Regions from separate parts of the Zea mays genome. Here region 1 is linked to region 2. A link is a contact called in public HiChIP or PLAC-seq data. All regions are on one chromosome and are shown on one strand. Each heading gives the region's core, a stretch centred on a gene start, on an enhancer-like site or on the middle of the called end of the contact. The rest is flanking DNA. Distances are from core to core; before and after follow the strand shown. Region 1 holds the start of LOC103654181. Region 2 holds the start of LOC100283700.

What was found. HiChIP or PLAC-seq counts read pairs in DNA pulled down with a chosen protein or histone mark.
Region 1: a contact with region 2 is called in an H3K4me3 HiChIP or PLAC-seq map of leaf, with 4 times the contacts expected there. The contact joins the promoter of LOC103654181 here to the promoter of LOC100283700 in region 2. A contact is called at or near these places in 9 of 25 Hi-C or Micro-C datasets (bundle sheath, ear, endosperm and 4 more) and 1 of 3 datasets of contacts at active chromatin or transcription factors (leaf).

What each region holds. Positions count from the first base shown.
Region 1 is chr5:174,546,095-174,548,794 of Zm-B73-REFERENCE-NAM-5.0, reverse strand. It overlaps LOC103654181, which reads left to right and starts at 1,437. Exons shown (of 4, transcript XM_008681009.3): 1 at 1,437-1,845; 2 at 2,576-2,700. The coding sequence starts at 1,490.
Region 2 is chr5:174,355,891-174,358,590 of Zm-B73-REFERENCE-NAM-5.0, reverse strand. It overlaps LOC100283700, which reads right to left and starts at 1,395. Exons shown (of 2, transcript NM_001156599.2): 1 at 1,055-1,395; 2 at 320-940. The coding sequence starts at 1,249. The coding sequence ends at 587.

The sequences.
Region 1 (2,700 bases), core at 188-2,687, 190 kb before region 2:
GCAGATCTTCTAGTGCGAGTCACTACGCACGTCTATTCGTTGGGGGCTCTTTGGGGGCTCTGTGAGAATGTGGATTAGGGTTTATGGTCAAAGGATTAGCGTGGGCTAAACCCGCCGCTCCCGTAATCTCGTATATATGGCGGCGTGTGACTTCCAGCGATTAGGATAGCCCCGGCTAAGGACGCGGATTAATCAAACGGTTAGGATTAACACTACACTGATTCCTTATTAATTAACTGGCTTGCGTAGAGAATACACCTTAACACATTCCTCTCATGGAGCCATGTAGATAGCCGGCCATCATATTATACACGCACTCTGCCTGCTTGGCAGAAATAAAGCTACTGGTGTGCATGTGGGGGCGAGGTCCGGATGCCGGGAGCAGGATTAGAGCTACTGGCATGCAAGCATCCGGGCATTTGCTGGATAACAAGCCAGCCCTCGTGCTCACCCCTTTCTTTTATCTCATTCTCCAATTTTTTTTTACCCCCATGTGCAACACAGCATCCCCTCGTCTTTGACTCCCCCGAATGAGGACGGACGGCTCATCGTTGGCTTTGGGAGTTTGTGTGTGTGTGTGCCGGGGGAGGAAGGAGGGAGGGAAGCACATGCGAGGTGACGAGGTGAGCGTGCGCGTGATGGGGAGCGAGCGAGAGCTGGCAGTTCTAGAATTCGATCCGGTGGCCGGCACATGAACCGATCCAGGTGACAGCCACCATCGCAGCTGGCAGCACATGAGGAGGGAGTGACTGATGAACGGGACCAGGAGCATCAGATCAGCACGGTCGATCGACTTGTTTTGTTTCACGCTGTTGCTTTCTGCTCCTAGACGGGGTTACGCCCACGGGAACGAAGGAAAGGAAAGGAAAGGAACTCTTCAACCCGCGCGGCTTAACTGGGCTTGGCCCATCTGCTATGGTCCTTCTGGATTCAACTCAAAATCCGGCCCAACCCAGAGCAACAAGCTCTAACGGACGCTCGATCGACCTGCATGGTGCGTTACCACCAAGCGGACGACAGCTTCCACAGACTTGAACGGTCCAGCAGATTCAGAAGACTCAGGGCCCGTTTGCCTACTTCACTCGACATTTTGGATCCGAGCGAGGGGAAGAAAGACGATCGAGGAAGCACCGAAGCAGAATATATAAAAAGCGTTGGACATGCTCCTGTCTGTCATGCTACGCACATTGATCCTTAAAACTAGGCTGCAGCCTGCACTGAGTATATTTTTCTTCTTCTCAAAATACATTTTCTTCAATCAAGAACAATTTTTTCTCATCAAAGTCGAGCGTTCTCAGCAAAAGAAATATCCCAAAATCACTAAAAACCTGCTCTAGCTTGAGGTACGTGTGAGACTGCTATATTTACACATGCAGTGACTATTTACAGCAACCATCAATTCCGAATTCCCAATCGTAATCGACAACATGGCCTAGCCTAGCCCGGGACAAGCTCCCGTCCCGTCTCTCCAAAACTTCATTCGGGAGATATGGCAAAGCCGAAGCCGAAGAGGCCCGCGCCCCCGCCCCGGCGTTGGGCAGCATGCGGTCTCTGGCGACGACCCGCCTTCGCGTCGGGCGGCCTGCCGCTGGCCGCCGCCGCGTACGTGGGCGTCGACTACATGCAGCACCTGTCCCCCGTCTGGCACGGGCGGCTGCGGCCGGCGCTCTGGGCGGCGCTGGCGCTCGCCACCGCCGCGCGCGCGCCGTTCTACCGGCGCTGGGGCGCCGAGGTCCGCGCCGCCCCGCGGTTCTTCGCCGCCATGGCGTTCATGCTCGCCGCGCTGCTCTGCGAGGCCATCTCCGTCCGCTTCGTCAGCACCGTCCTCGGCCTGCAGTGGCACCGGTCAGCTCCTTTCCTTTCTCGTGACTGATGCGCGCGATGCGAAACCGATCGACCAAATATTTGAACATTTCAGAATTTTCCCTACGCAAATGCGTGATTACATTACATCCATCCATGGTGGATTGGCGACGTTGACGTTGTCTTTTAACCGCGGACTGTATTTGTCACTACTCACTACGTGTATATAATCATAGTTATTTTTATCGAAAATTTCAAAGGAGTATGGCTTGGGAAATAGTCCTAGCAAGTGAAAACTTGTCATTTTGGACGTTGGTTGTTATGGCAATGAAATCCACTGCCTTATACATAGTAGGTGCTATGGCAGCATTCGGTGCATGCCTGTATAAATACATACTCGTAGGTGCATACTTAGGTCTAGTTTATTAATCGTCCCGTGTCTTCAAATTTTATTACTTGTGCCTTGTGGTAAAGTATAGTCTAAGTAATAAGTGGTACATGTCTGTATTTAATGATTGTACTCATTCATTCGTGGATGTTCTAGGTTGAAGTTTTATATTCCTTTAAAAAACATAGGTGCAGACAAGAACTACTCCTCAACCTATAGTGATGGAGCCAGAAACAGACCATTTTTTTTGTCTTTTTTTATCATCATCTTCCCCTGTATAGTCTACATATTTCAGCGCAATAAAATAGTATGCTCATCTGAAACACTGGACTGTTCAATATATATCAGAAAAAGCTACTGACAGAGATCCACTGCTATCAACAGATCTACCGCTCCTCTTCCTGACACTGGCCAGTGGATGCTCCTAGCATTGAGCGGGAAACTTCCTCGAACAGTGGTCGATCTACTGAAAGCTCGCATCATCACCCTTCATCATTACCTGATGATGT
Region 2 (2,700 bases), core at 146-2,645:
TTGTGTTAAATTCGTTAGCATTTAATAATTGTTTGTTTGAATACTAGTATTATCTATTTTCTTAAAATTATTAATCTATAATTGATTTGAGACTCTAACTAGCTGGTTGGTTACCTGCACCTTTTCATCCTAAATCATCTCGTGCGTTGACTTTGGTTGAGTGTCTGTTTTGTTGACTGTACGCGAGGAACGGTGGCTGCATAAGTGGATACAAAATAAATCATTACGAGGCAATTTACCTGCATCTACACATAAGCTAAAAATGGCTGTACCTGACTGGCTAGACTCGCGTGGGATTAGGTGAGCGGGCGTAGTAATACGCTTAATTAAACTTTAGAAATTTATAGCTTTGATTGCCGGCCGAGTCCGCCATTATAGAAAAGACAGCTTGATTGCACGGAGTACCTCCAAGAGAAATAAAACAACAGTAAAATCCAGCCATGCACATCCTGACCGCGGCACAAACGGAGCAAGACAGCAACCAAGCTGCCTGCTATGAATCTCGCGCCATTAAAGCGTATTTCGCCATGAAAAAACCCCGAGAGAGACGAAAAGAACAAAGAATCACAACACTATGCCCCATTTTTCAGGCAGAGGTATCAGCAGCAGCAGCAAGCTTGCTTTCCTCAGAACTTGGGGCATCAGCAGCAGCAGCAACCTTGCTTTCCTCAGAACTTGGGGCATCAGCAGCAACAGCAGCTTGGATTGATTCAGGATCCATCCGCTTCTCTTCTTCCGCCGCATGCGCGTCGCCACCACTCGGAAGACCATCCTTGAGTTCTTCGGCCGTGTCGTCCTGCTCGGTTGCGACCGAGGCCTGCACTGTTGCTTGCGGTGACCCCATCGTTTCCCCGGCAGCGGCAGCACTCGCTGGCTCCCCAGCCACGACCTTCTCCGCCTCCTGGTCGACCTCCTCCTCCCCGTCACTGCCCTCGGCGTCCTGTACAGAGGTAGCAGCAACAGCAAGCGAAACAGATGAAAGGTTGGTGTCAGTGTCACACTGTTACTCGGTCTGAGTACCCAAGGACTACAGGGAACGAAGTAGGTCGCTCACCCGTTTAAGCAGGTCGCTGAGGGACCTCCGGCGGCTGACATCGGCCTGGTCGACCTCGGCAGCGGCGGCCACGGGGACCTCGGCGGCCTTCGCCTTCTCGTCGGCAGCCGCCAGTGGCGCCGCGGCGTCCTCCGCGACCAGAGGCGCCTCGCCCTTGACCTTGAGGTCACCCGGCTTCGTCGCGCATGCCCCCATGGCCAAGAGAGATGTAGCAACACTCGCTACGCTAGAGCCGGTTAATCTACCGCTTTGAGTAGTTGAGTTGAGAGAGAGGAAGAGAACTGAGAACAGAATGTGCATATGTAATGTAAGTGAGGCTGGGCGGCATATATCTTCTCAGCCGGGCGGCCTCGGCACCAGCAGCGCTGAGAAACTGCAAAAGCGTGCGGCTCTCTTTAAGGCTTTTTCTAGGCCTCTCTCATCACATCACTCTTCAGGGCAGGGCAGGGCAGCCATTAGGGGCCCCTCCGACAAGCGTCCTGGGGCGCAGCGCAGGACCCGGCCGGCCGGGCAGCTCGCGTCTCCATTACCATTATACAACAACAGTGGGACAGCCTGCCCTTCCGGCCTTCTCCATGGCACGTACTCTCTGGCTGGCTCAAGGCATGGTGGTTCTATCATATTGCAGTTGCAGACGTATAATACCAGTATAAAACCGCTAGGTGGAGTAGGAGGGAGACTGATACACCTCAGGCAGGTAAGCTGTACAGCTGCTGGGCATCTCCAGGGTAGCATTCAGAATTCTCTGATTCCACGCCTGGGACCAGCAAATGCACTCTCTCTCTCTCTCTCTCTCTCTCTCTCTCTCTCTCTCTCTCAAATTCCATATGCAAAAAATACAGTTATTATTATTTTCATATGGAAAAGAAAGCTTCAAGGGGCCCTTCCAGGCATGACCACCATAATTAAGTGGTTTCCTCCGTCGTTCTAGTATTCGAGCTGCAATCATGGTTCCTGGATCAGAAAACATCCAGCCTGTCTGAGATGTATACGCGATGACTAATTCTCGCGATGATTGTTGTTCCAGGTGTGTAGTACTATCCGATCCGAAAACAAGCATGAGCTCGATTGATGGTATGCGTAGATTCGCCATTTTTCTGGTAGACATCTGACAGCGTTGTTTTTTTTCCCCAGGCACATTTCTTGAGCGAGCGACGAGAAAAACTGAAGAACACATTTCATCGTCAACATATCTCCACTGGAGGGCGTTTCAGAGACCATTTATATCACTTCTCAGGTCAGAACATTTAGATTGCCGGCGGAGCAGTAGCTGGACATGATAGGCAGCAAACCGCAAGTGCATCGCTTTTCAACAAAACCAGGCACTCTTGTCTACCACATTACAAAGTAGGATCAGGTCATTACACGGAAAAGGGCAGCACCCGCAGCACCACACGGAGCATAGAACAGAGCACAACGTTTAGAATATACAGACCACGAGCTGTGTAGGCTGTAGCCCACCAATTGCCAAGCCAAATGCAGAACCTGCTTTTAAGGACACCTAGCTGATAAAAAAAAAGGAACAGCTGATGCTGCTGCCTCTTTCGTTAGCAAAGAAAAAGGCTTTTGGCATAAGGTGTTGCTAGGATATGAGTCCAGCCGGTGAGATATAGACATCGGTGAAAACTGGTTTCTGAATCTGTAGG